Regions from separate parts of the Sus scrofa genome. Here all the other regions are linked to region 1. Evidence: chromatin contacts called from public HiChIP or PLAC-seq and promoter capture Hi-C data. All regions are on one chromosome and are shown on one strand. Each heading gives the region's core, a stretch centred on a gene start, on an enhancer-like site or on the middle of the called end of the contact. The rest is flanking DNA. Distances are from core to core; before and after follow the strand shown.

Region 1 (2,700 bases), core at 93-2,592:
AAATCTGTTCAAATGACTTACCACACCTTCACCAGGCCACCTCTATCTCTTCTACCCCTAAAAATGAACACAGTTCATCTGTTTCTCCTCTCCTCCCTCACAGCCATCTTTCCCAAGGTTCCTAGTAGCACTGTGGGTATAAAGCACCCTCAACCATTTCTCTATGCTCTGAAACTTCCCACAATATCTGTGGGCTGTTTAAGGCAAGACATGTGGCCCCTCTGGCCTCCCTTTGAGCTTCAGATCCCAAGCCCTTTCAGTAATCTGTGCCCAGCTCAATTGGACTAATCCTCATTCTTTGATTCCGTCCACCCTGCTAGTTCCAGAAATTTTCTTTGACCCTTCTAGTTATTCCTCCTTTAACATGCACTATCATTTCTATGCTTTCAAGATCACGCTCAAATGCTACTCAAGTCAAAGGCGCCCTTTCACAGTTCAGGGTCTAATCTTTGGTTCTACCTGTTAGTGGCATTTACCCCACACTGCTTGGCTCTGGGGTCATTTGTGGAAGAGTTATTCTCCTCCTATAGATCAAATAAGGGCAGGTACTGGGCCTTGTATATCTTATTTTCTCTGCTAGATTCACATAGGCTAGCTGTCTGGCCTCCACCTTGCTCTGGGTTTACTTCCTCCTCCAGGAAGAGGGCTGTGATTTTTGTTTGCAGGGTTGAGTGGGAAACATATGGTGTTCAAACACTATCTTGTTGCAACAACAAACAGAGCAGCAACCCGGCATCTGATGTGGAGAACAGACTTTTACCTCTCCTTCCCCCATTGCTATTGCCCCTCTGCGGCTGCTTGACTCCCCGACAAAGCAAGTAGCTACCTCAGGGGCCTGTGTAACTGCCTGGGCTAGGTTATACTGGCGTCCAGCTTGCTAACGACTAGGCCACACCGTCGAGACTCGGTCCCAAGGCGCTGGTGCACCTAACACCCTCTAAAATCCCTGTAGTGCCTCTGGGAATGGAGATCCATTCCAAGTTTGGGCAGCTAAGGACTAACGTAAGGTCTCTGCTGAAAGCCGAAAGGCTGGAGTGAAAAGAAGACCTAGTTCTAGGCCTCCTTGCACCCGAGCTGCCTTTATTAAGACCAGGATAACCCTGCAAATCCAGAAGAGGTGCCCAGGGTGTCATGGGGTCTGCGGACCGACTCCTAAAGATCGCCGAGCTGAAAGGAGAAGTGGTGCAGGACCGCCGCCCCGTGGCTTGGCCTTCAGGGCGGAAGAAGCGGCAGCTCCTACCCACCCCCGCCCCGCGCCCACTTCCTCTTCCGGCCGCTCCCCCAACCCCCGCCCACTCCGCCGCGCACGGGTGGGACAGGGTTGGCGCGTTGGAAGGGTGGGGGAAAGGCAGAAGAGGGCAAGCGTACAAGCCGCGGCGCGAGAAGGTCCTTGGGTGCGCGCACGTGCGTGCGTGCGTGCGTGAGTGCGTGTTCGCGACCCACGGCACGCTGTGCGCGAGGCGGATGTCCGGGCCGGCTGGACCGGGGCCGCTGACGAGATGGCGGAAGGCGGAGGCTGCCGTGAACGACCGGATGCAGAGACCCAGAAATCCGAGCTCGGGGCCTTAATGAGGACCACGCTGCAACGAGGGGCGCAGTGGTGAGCGCCGAACCCGCGTTTCCGCCGCGCAGGGCCAGAGGGCGGGGCTTGGGCGCTCAGGCCCATCCCCTCTTTTCCTGTTTGGGCCGGGACCCTCTTTTCCGGCCGGGCAGGGGCGATGTTAGTGACCCCGGAGTTTGACTTGACCCCCCGCCACAGAAGAGAGGGAGCCCTAGATCCTCTCTGGGAAAGCGTGGGTGGAGCAGAAGGTTGTCCCGGCCCTTTCAGAGCTCAGGGGGCGGATCCGGCGGGGTCTAGGGCTGCAGAATGGAAAGAAGGGGAATGCTCACAGGGACCCTCAGGTTGAGCAGACCCTTTAGATTTGAGGATTCGCTCTGTGACTTTGGGCAAAGGCGTCCACATCTCACAGACCCTGGTTCCTTACTGTTAAAACCAGAGTAGCGACATTTGGCGCCCCCCGCAGTCAGTTGGTTGAGGCGTAGATCAGAAGTAGATACTTTGTAACTTGTAAACTGCGGAACAGACATCAAGGTCGGAAGCTGAACAAATGTCTGAGAGTCTCATTATTTTGGTAGCAAATGTCAAAGATAATTGTAGCAGCCGCATTTCGGAGTGAGAGAGAGGGGTAACCTAGAGCCTAGCTAAAAAGATTAAAAGTCCAAGATTTAGAAGAGCAGGTCTCAGTCAGAAGTTTCTTAATAAATTTTCTAGGAGAAGGAATAGTACTTACACTATTGTATTGTGTGGGAGCTGAAAGCTGGGGCTTGGCTTTGCACTGAATGTGACTGAGCATCCCTCTTTAAGAAACTATGGTTGTCTTCCAAGAAACTTAGTGTGACAGAGGACTTGAGCAGGGAAGAGAAACAGTGGGATTAGGAGGAATTCAGGTGTGTCTTGTGCTAGCCAATCTGTGAAAGGCAGGGCGGGCAAAAAGTACTTGTGGATGATATATCCTGATCAGAAGTGGCATATGAAGAATACTCAACAGAAGCAGAGGAAGTTTCAGATAGACTAAAATCAGTAAAAGTGTTTGGAGGATGTTCAAGAGGTTTGGAGAGAAAAGAGCGTTTAGATATTTGAATATATTTATGGATCCTTGTGGCCTTTAGGAGAAGCTACCTGATCTCCTCTGAGGTTTG
Region 2 (2,700 bases), core at 101-2,600, 100 kb before region 1:
AGGAACTCCTATCGTTCACTGGTTTTACATATATTCATAGTGCTGTGTAATCAACACTTATTTCCAGAATTTTTTTATCCATCCTAAACTGAAACTCTGTACCTATTAAACGATAACCATTTCCCCTGCCCATAGCCCCTGGCAACCTCTATTCTACTTACTGTATGAATTTGACTAGTCTAGGTACCTAACATAAGTGGTATCATACAGTATTTGTACTTCTATGTCTGTTTTTTCACTGAGCATAATATTTTCAATGTTCATGCATGTTGATGCATACATCAGAATTGCATTCCTTTTTAAGGCTGAATAATTCCATCTTATATAATTACATTTTGTTTACTCATTCATCTGTTGATAGACACATGGCTTTGTTCATTTCTTTTTATTGTTGAGTAGTGTTCCATTGTGTGGACATACCACAATTAGCTAATCTGTTGGACATTTGGATTATTTCCAACTTCTGGCTATTGTGAATAAAGCCCTTGGATGGACATGTGCTTTCATTTCTCTTGGGTAAACACTAATGAGTGCAAAGGCTGCATCATATTATAGGTATAAATTTAGTTCTTAAAGAATGGCTAAACTGGGAGTTCCCATCGTGGCTCAGTGGTTAACGAATCCGACTAGGAACCATGAGGTTGCTGGTTCGGTCCCTGGCCTTGCTCAGTGGGTTAAGGATTCGGTGTTGCCGCGAACTGTGGTGTAGGTCGCAGACGCGGCTGGGATCCCACGTTGCTGTGGCTCTGGTGTAGGTCGGTGGCCACAGCTCCGACTGGACCCCTAGCCTGGAAACCTCCATATGCCGCGGGAGCGGCCCAAGAAATGGCACAAAAACCAACAAACAAAAAAAGAATGGCTAAACCGCTTTTCGAAGTACCAGTTAATTATCAGTGGATTCCACATTCTTGTTCCACATTCTTGTCAGTCTTTAATTTTAGCCTGCTTACTGGCGTTTAGTGGGTGTGTGTGAGGTCTCTAATTTATGTTTCCCTCGTGAATAATCATGTTAAACATATTTTCACGGGCATACTGGCTATTTATCTATCTTCTGTAAATTATCCCTTCAAATCCTTTGCCTATTAAAAAAAAAGGGTTAATATCTATATTTGCAACTAAAGTCGCCTAGGACCTATACTCATTCATGCTCATGGCTTACGAGTTCTGAAAGACGTCCGCCTTGCATAGAAGTACTTGCGGTGGACAGAGGGCCCAGCCCGATATTGCATCCAGGCTAGCTAAGCCATTTCTGAGCAATGGCTGCGGCGCGTCTCCAAGGCTCTCTCGGTGATTGGCTGAAGGAGCACTTCCGCAGGCACTTCCGACTCCCGGCCCGCCCCGAGCATCGGTCATTGGCTGGGCTGGCCCAGCACGATTCCTCTCGGGAGTTGTAGTTCTTGGGGCTCGGCTGGGACGCAGGGAAGGACCATTGGTCCAAAGCCAGGAGCGGCAGTTGTGTTTGGTCCTGGTCGTTGGCACCATGTCCCGCGTGTCCGTGCCCTGCCATGTGAAAGGCACTGTGGCCCTGCAGGTGGGGGACGTGCGGACCTCCCAAGGCCGGCCTGGCGTGCTGGTCATCGATGTCACCTTCCCCAGCGTCGCGCCCTTCGAGGTGAGCAAGCCCTGTGGGCGCGACCCGGGCTCCTGGGCGGGGCCTATCTGGGGAACTCGGGCGTGTCCCAGGCATCTAATCTTTTACTGAAAGCCTCTCCAGAGCCCTCGCCCTAAAGAATCAGTTAACTATTTGTTTATCTCTTCAGTTAACAAGTATTTACTGTAACACAGCTTCCTCTTCTGTTCTCTTCAACATCTCTTCCCAGTGTCCAGAACAGCCCTGGCACAGAAGTGGCAACGTAGTAGGCTAAGGGAGTTCTCTTGAGGTGCAGCGGGTTAAGGATCTGGCGGTTGTCGCTGCTGACTCTATTTGCTCCCTGGCCCAGAAACTTAGGCATACCTAGGGAGTATGCAAAAACAAACAAACAACAAACCCACAAAAATGCCTCCTGCCCAGACCTACAGTCCCTGCTGGAGGTCAGGATCAACTCATCCCTCATTGGGATTTTCCCAGTGGCTCCAGTTACCAGTCTCCAGTTGCTCTTCTACTTTTGCTGGCAGAGTGACTGGACAATGCAGAAATCAAGAGGACAAAGCCCACTTTCTAATGGCCTAACATTCAGGGCCACTCTGTGTCTGTGCCCTATTTGCTTCTCCACATGTGCACTTTGACTTATAGTATATGGTTCTTCCCCAAGCTGTTCCTTACTCTAAGCTGAGAGATTTTATTAAAGGGCCCAACTCTGGAAATCCTGATTCATTTGGTCTGGAGTGGAGCCTGTATAGCTATATATTTTTTTAATTTTCAAAAAAAATTTTTTCCTTGGTTAATTCTGATGAGTATCCAGTGATGAGAACTGCTGTAGCTAGGCCGAACCACTGTCCCAGGTGCCAGGATCTGTCACCACTTGGTGCTTCTTTGTATATGCTATGTTTACATTTTCTCCTTTTCCTGGTCCATTTGATGAACTCATCTGTACATTTTCTACCTCCTCTAGAGTTAGGGCTTTGACCTCTGGCAGCATTTTGGACATGTGGCAAGATCTGAGGTCATGGTTTGTTTGCATGATGTGCTCATTTGGACTATGAGTTCTAGGAAAGCAAAATTTTTTAAGGCCCCAGTGGATTCTTGTTGAAATTGTTAGA
Region 3 (2,700 bases), core at 87-2,586, 120 kb before region 1:
AGTCCCCGCGACGCCCGCTTCTGCCTGCGTCGGCCGCCCCGCAGAGCGCCGCACCCGCGCAAAGGCTCCGCCCCCGCCCGCGCCAGCGTCGCTCTGCCTATTGGCCCGCCACGCCCCCACCCGAAAAGACACGCCCCATCCTGGAAATCCCGCCCCGCGGCGAGCCAAGTCCGCCCCTAGAACACGCCCCAAGCTGTCCGCGTCTCGGGGAGCTCTCAGACCTGGGAGCGGGGGAGGGGCGCCGCGCCCAACCTCAGGCATTTGAGCCGCTGAGAATCATCCAACCTACCCGGGTGGTCAGGCTTAATGACTGGCCCTGCCGCAACTAGCCATCCATAGACTGCCTTTGGCCCTGCTGATTTCTCTCTAACGCAGATCAGGTACTTCTAAGCCAAGAAAACACTCAGGAAGCGTCCTCTAAATTGCAAACGATGATGGCCCGGTTGCCCGCCTCCTATACTAATGAGGAAACTGAGGCGAGGACCGGAAGGGCAGGGAGCCGCGCCCCTCTCCGGGTGCCCCCAGCAGGCGGGGGCGTCCAGGAAGTGGCTCGGGCCTGACCCTCGTCCCCTCCTCCTGCCCTCAACACCCGGAATCCGATGCTCCTCAGGCGCCAGAAATAGCTCTGACCCGCTGGCTCTGGTCACTCACTCAAGGCCCGCATTCTTTCAGGGGGTGGGGGGAAGAAAGGCGGGTAGTTACTGCTGAGGTCTGTCTCCCTTAAAGGGGAGGCTCCTACAGACGCTCTCACTGTCCCTAGGGCTTACCTAGCCACCCCCCCACACCTCAAAGGCCTCAGATGCTTCAGTTACTAGACCTGAACAATTACTCAACGGGTCGGGGTATGGGACCTGTGGTGGACTCTGTTCCCTGTGCAGAATGTGTCCATCCCTTCCTGGGCCTGTGGCCAGGCTGGAATTCCAGGCCCGCACTCTTGTCAGCTATTACATTCTGAACACAGAATTGGCTACTGCCTGCCAGAGGTTGCTCATGGGATCCTGGTGGAACTGGGTTTCCCCTGCTTTCTTCCTCTCCTTAGGAAAGACTGGGAGAAGCAGACTCCAGAGAGAGAAAAAATGAATGCCCCGGAAGTTCCCCTTTAGGCTCAGCAGAAACGAATCCAACTAGTGAATCCAACTAGTATCCGTGAGGATGCAGGTTCTATCAGTGAGTGTGCTATCCTGCTTTACTGTGAGCCATGTTATAGTCACGGACAAGGCTCAGATCCGGTATTGCTGTGGCTGTGGCGTAGACTGACAGCTGTAGCTCTGATTTGACCCCTAGCCTAGGAACTTCCATATGCCACCAGTGCGGCCCTAAAAAGCAAAAAAAAAAAAAAAAGAATGACCCATCTCCCAAATGCACATACCTGTTTGCGATTCTTTTACTTTTCTTATTAGGGCCACAACTGCAGCATATGGAAGGGTTTGAATCAGAGCTGCAGCTGCCAGACTACCCCACAGCCACAGCAACACCTGATCCAGTCTCATCTGCAACCTCCACAGCAGCTTGTGGCAACACCAGATCCTTAACCCACTGAATGAGGCCAGGGATCAAACCTGCATCCTCATAGATTCTAGTCAGGTTCATAACCCTTGAGCCACAATGGGAACTCCCTGTGATATTTTTTTTTAGGCCTCACCCTAGCATATGGAAGTTCCCAAGCTAGGGGTGGAATCAGAGCTGCAGCTACTGGCCTACACCATACCCACAGCAATGTGGGATCCAAGCCTCATCTGTGGCCTATACCATGGCTCATGGCAACACTGGATCCCCAACCCACTGAGCAAGACCAGGGATCGAACCTGCATCTTCATGGATACTAGTCAGATTCATTTCCACTGCACCATGATAGGAACTCCTTCCCTTTGATTCTTTAAACTTAAATTCATGGGCTCCAAACTTCATACAGACCAGAAAAAGAAGTAAAGACTAAGGAAAATCCACAAAAAAAAAAAAAAAAAAAAAAAGGGGAGTTCCCGTCGTGGCGCAGTGGTTAACGAATCCGACTAGGAACCATGAGGTTGCGGGTTCGATCCCTGGCCTTGCTCAGTGGGCTAACGATCCAGTGTTGCCATGAGCTGTGGTGTAGGTCGAAGACACGGCTCGGATCCCGCGTTGCTGTGGCTCTGGCGTAGGCTGGCGGCTACAGCTCCAATTCGACCCCTAGCCTGGGAACCTCCATATGTCGTGGGAGCGGCCCAAGAAATGGCAAAAAGACAAAAAAAAAAAAAAAAAAGACTAAGGAAAATCCCCAAATCATTCTTTAGATATTAAAACTTTAAAAAATCCAGCTCTGGGAGTTCCCGTCGTGGTGCAGTGGTTAACGAATCCGACTAGGAACCATGAGGTTGCGGGTTCGGTCCCTGCCCTTGCTCAGTGGGTTAACGATCCGGCGTTGCCGTGAGCTGTGGTGTAGGTTGCAGACGCGGCTCGGATCCCGCGTTGCTGTGGCTCTGGCGTAGGCCGGTGGCTACAGCTCCGATTCAACCCCTAGCCTGGGAATCTCCATATGCCGAGGGAGCAGCCCAAGAAATAGCAACAACAACAACAACAACAAAAAGACAAAAGACAAAAAAAAAAAAAAAAAAAAAATCCAGCTCTGAAATTTAGCTTCTTTGAAAAGGCTAAAAATGCAGAAAATTATGAGTTTCTAAACAAAATACATTCTTTCATTCACTCCTTCAACTTACAGCGTGT
Region 4 (2,700 bases), core at 163-2,662, 87 kb before region 1:
GAATGCACTGATTAGTGAGTTCATGTTTTACAGATGAGGAGGCTGATCCTGAGGAGGCCAGTCAGCGCACTAAGGACAGAGGCTCCTGTTTTTCCAAATTAGGGGCTTATGGTGGACTGGAATCCAACAGGCTTGCCCCTTCATCTCTGAAATTGTGACAATAATGTCACCTGCCCCACAGGTTACTGAACAACATAATGATGGGTTGTTTAGACATCAGTGTCACTTACAGCTTGAGCTCTAGTTAGAGACCTTGGAGTTTACTGCAAAGGCCACTAAGCTGGTGGACTCCTACCCTGAGAACTCCCCTCCCCTATCCTCAGCTCAGGAGTGGCCTCTATGTGCCAAGCATGGGGTTAAAGTGGGAAGAGATTTACTCACCAGGACGAGAAATGCGTGGAGCCATCAGGTGTGGATCCGTTCTGGCTGCCCAGACCTGGGGGCAGGAACACATCCAGAGCTGCAACAGGCTGGGGGTGGGTATCTGAGCAGGCATCAGCCCAGGTCAGGTTAGAGGCCAGTGGTATTTGTTGGAGAGTGTGGTGGAGGCCCTAAAGAACTTGTGGTATTGTCTGATGAGAGTGCAAGGGAAATTATATATCATGGGTGGACTGGTGGGGTTACTGGCATGAAATGCTATGTTGACATGGGTCAGGATACAGCGTTGTCATTAGGTTCTCAGGGCACCAGTGGTAATCTGGGGGGGAGGGTTCGGGGAACCCGAAGGTACAGTCAGTGCGGGAAGAGGGTGGCCGGTCCACGGAAGTTGGTGGGGAGCCTCACCTGGGCGGTGATACAGCCCGGTCACCGTACTCCCGTAGAACCCCCACGCCAGCTGGATGCTCAGGAGACTTAACACCAACCAAAGCAGCAGCAACTTGAAGAGGGTCACGCGCATGTCCTGAGCCTCCCACTCCCGCAGGAACTCGCTGCCGAGGGCGCCCAGCGCGCCCAGCACCGTGGCCGGCAGAACCTGCAAGGACTGCCCCGACCAAGGCTCCGCCATGACTGGCCGGTGGCGGACCCAGGGGACTGTCACCGTAGTCCCCACTGCGCAAGCGTCCGGTCTTCCGGAGCCAGACTCAATAATGCGCACGCGTAAACCGAGGCATGGAGCGCCTACCTCGCCTGCGCGCAGAGTTGGCAGTTGGGGCGGAGCAGTAAAACCGCGCACGCGCACCAAGCCCCACCCTGCTTAAAGGATGAGTGACTCGAGGAGTATAAAATAGCAACCAGCTCTTTTATAGCCCCAGAGTTCCCGTGATGCACCACGCGGCTGCAATGATTGGTTAAGCGTCTTGCTTTTAGGGTGTGGACGCGCTCCTGAGCAATCGTGGCTGAGCCCTGAGTGCGCGCGCGTGCGCGGGGCCGCGACCGGGGCCGGCTCGAGCCCGCTGGGCACTCGGGGGCGCGCACGTCGCTCCCCGCCCTCCCGCCGCCGTCGCCGCCCGCTCTTGCTCTCTCGCGCTCCCCGCCCGTCGCTCTCCGTCGGTTCTCTCGTTAGTCCACCGCCACCTCCACAGCCACCCGCCGTAGTCTTCGAGCTCGCGACTCGCGGACAGGCGTTCTCGGCGCGGAGAAGCCGGCCTTGGAGTCGTCGCCTTAGGTGAGCGAGAGGGTTCCCTCCTGGCGTCCCGGGCCCGCCCGCCCGGCACTCTTCCGGCCGCCCGCCAGCCGCCGCCCCGCCGCGGCCGCGCCCCACCTGCTGCTCTCGGCCGGGAGCCCCAGGACCCTGTCCCCTGACCCTAACTCGGGGCCCAGTAGCCGGGCTCCTCTTCCCAAAGCGGCGGCCCCGCCCGCGCGGTCCCCGGAAGCGCGCCCCGCGGCCTCCCGCGCCCCTTCCCCCGCCCGGCCAGGCCTGGTGGAGCCCTAGCCGCCTGCCCGCCCCGCGGTCCCGGGCGCTTCCTCTCTTAGGGCTGCGCGGGGCAGGGCGGGGGTTGTGAGACTGGCCCCACGACCCGGGGGGCAGCCGGCCGCTGGGAAGCGTGCTTGGCTATCGGAGTTGAAATGGGAAAGAAACTCTTTACAACTCCATTTTGGCTTTTACATTTAGTATGAAACATGAATCACCGTTTTATACTTGGTGAAGTCCAGTTACGTTTTGGGTATTTTCCTTTTTAATGCAGTATTCTTTGAGATTGTGTTAAGTAAAACAGTGTTGAAATCCTAGGGGTTAGGATTCTTCGATATTGGAAGAAGGGAATTTTCCAATTGAAGGGGATATTTTTCCTGATTAAACTATGTAGCATAAAAATATAGTATTAATTTGCAATTTTTCTTAGTCTGAGTTATTACCTTGATTAGGAATCACCTAAACATCTGTCCAGTTGGATCCAGTTACATGTTCATTAAATAGCACTATTTGCACTCGATTTGTTCAAAACCATGATTAGTAGTTAATGATGGAAAATTGGCATCCTTTTTACTTAAAGTTGGTTTCCCTTGTGTTTCATAATGGTCCTGATAAAAAGTTTTTACCTCTGTTGGTAACTTGTTTGGTTCTCTTTGTATTTAAGACAGTCTTTTGAAGTAAATGTCCCTTGCAGGTGTGTAATCAGATTATATTCCTGCCAGACCTGAAGGGGAAAAATACTTTAAAAAATTCTTTTAAATGTTGTATGTGGTGAGAATTTGTCAGCCACCTTGTGTCACACATCCAGATGTGTAATGCATTTGTACCATTGCATGATTGTCACTTTA

What was found. Promoter capture Hi-C pulls out the DNA fragments that hold promoters and counts their contacts. HiChIP or PLAC-seq counts read pairs in DNA pulled down with a chosen protein or histone mark.
Region 2: a promoter capture Hi-C map of liver shows a contact between it and region 1, with 10 times the contacts expected there. The contact joins the promoter of NICN1 here to the promoter of USP4 in region 1. A contact is called at or near these places in 3 of 5 promoter capture datasets (fetal liver and liver), 31 of 47 Hi-C or Micro-C datasets (adipose tissue, alveolar macrophages, blood and 13 more) and 2 of 2 datasets of contacts at active chromatin or transcription factors (alveolar macrophages and skeletal muscle).
Region 3: an H3K27ac HiChIP or PLAC-seq map of alveolar macrophages shows a contact between it and region 1. The contact joins the promoter of DAG1 here to the promoter of USP4 in region 1. A contact is called at or near these places in 2 of 5 promoter capture datasets (fetal liver and liver), 26 of 47 Hi-C or Micro-C datasets (adipose tissue, alveolar macrophages, blood and 12 more) and 2 of 2 datasets of contacts at active chromatin or transcription factors (alveolar macrophages and skeletal muscle).
Region 4: an H3K27ac HiChIP or PLAC-seq map of alveolar macrophages shows a contact between it and region 1. The contact joins the promoter of RHOA here to the promoter of USP4 in region 1. A contact is called at or near these places in 2 of 5 promoter capture datasets (fetal liver and liver), 12 of 47 Hi-C or Micro-C datasets (adipose tissue, alveolar macrophages, blood and 7 more) and 2 of 2 datasets of contacts at active chromatin or transcription factors (alveolar macrophages and skeletal muscle).

What each region holds. Positions count from the first base shown.
Region 1 is chr13:31,903,019-31,905,718 of Sscrofa11.1, reverse strand. USP4 (ubiquitin specific peptidase 4) reads left to right here and starts at 1,342. Exons shown (of 22, transcript NM_001243188.1): 1 at 1,342-1,600. The coding sequence starts at 1,500.
Region 2 is chr13:32,005,916-32,008,615 of Sscrofa11.1, reverse strand. NICN1 (nicolin-1) reads left to right here and starts at 1,350. Exons shown (of 6, transcript XM_021068737.1): 1 at 1,350-1,612. The coding sequence starts at 1,481.
Region 3 is chr13:32,026,655-32,029,354 of Sscrofa11.1, reverse strand. It overlaps DAG1 (dystroglycan), which reads right to left and starts at 1,336. Exons shown (of 3, transcript XM_021068744.1): 1 at 290-1,336.
Region 4 is chr13:31,989,919-31,992,618 of Sscrofa11.1, reverse strand. It overlaps RHOA (ras homolog family member A), which reads left to right and starts at 1,412. Exons shown (of 6, transcript NM_001244437.1): 1 at 1,412-1,606. It overlaps TCTA (T-cell leukemia translocation-altered gene protein), which reads right to left and starts at 1,211. Exons shown (of 3, transcript XM_021068739.1): 1 at 784-1,211; 2 at 382-436. The coding sequence starts at 1,006.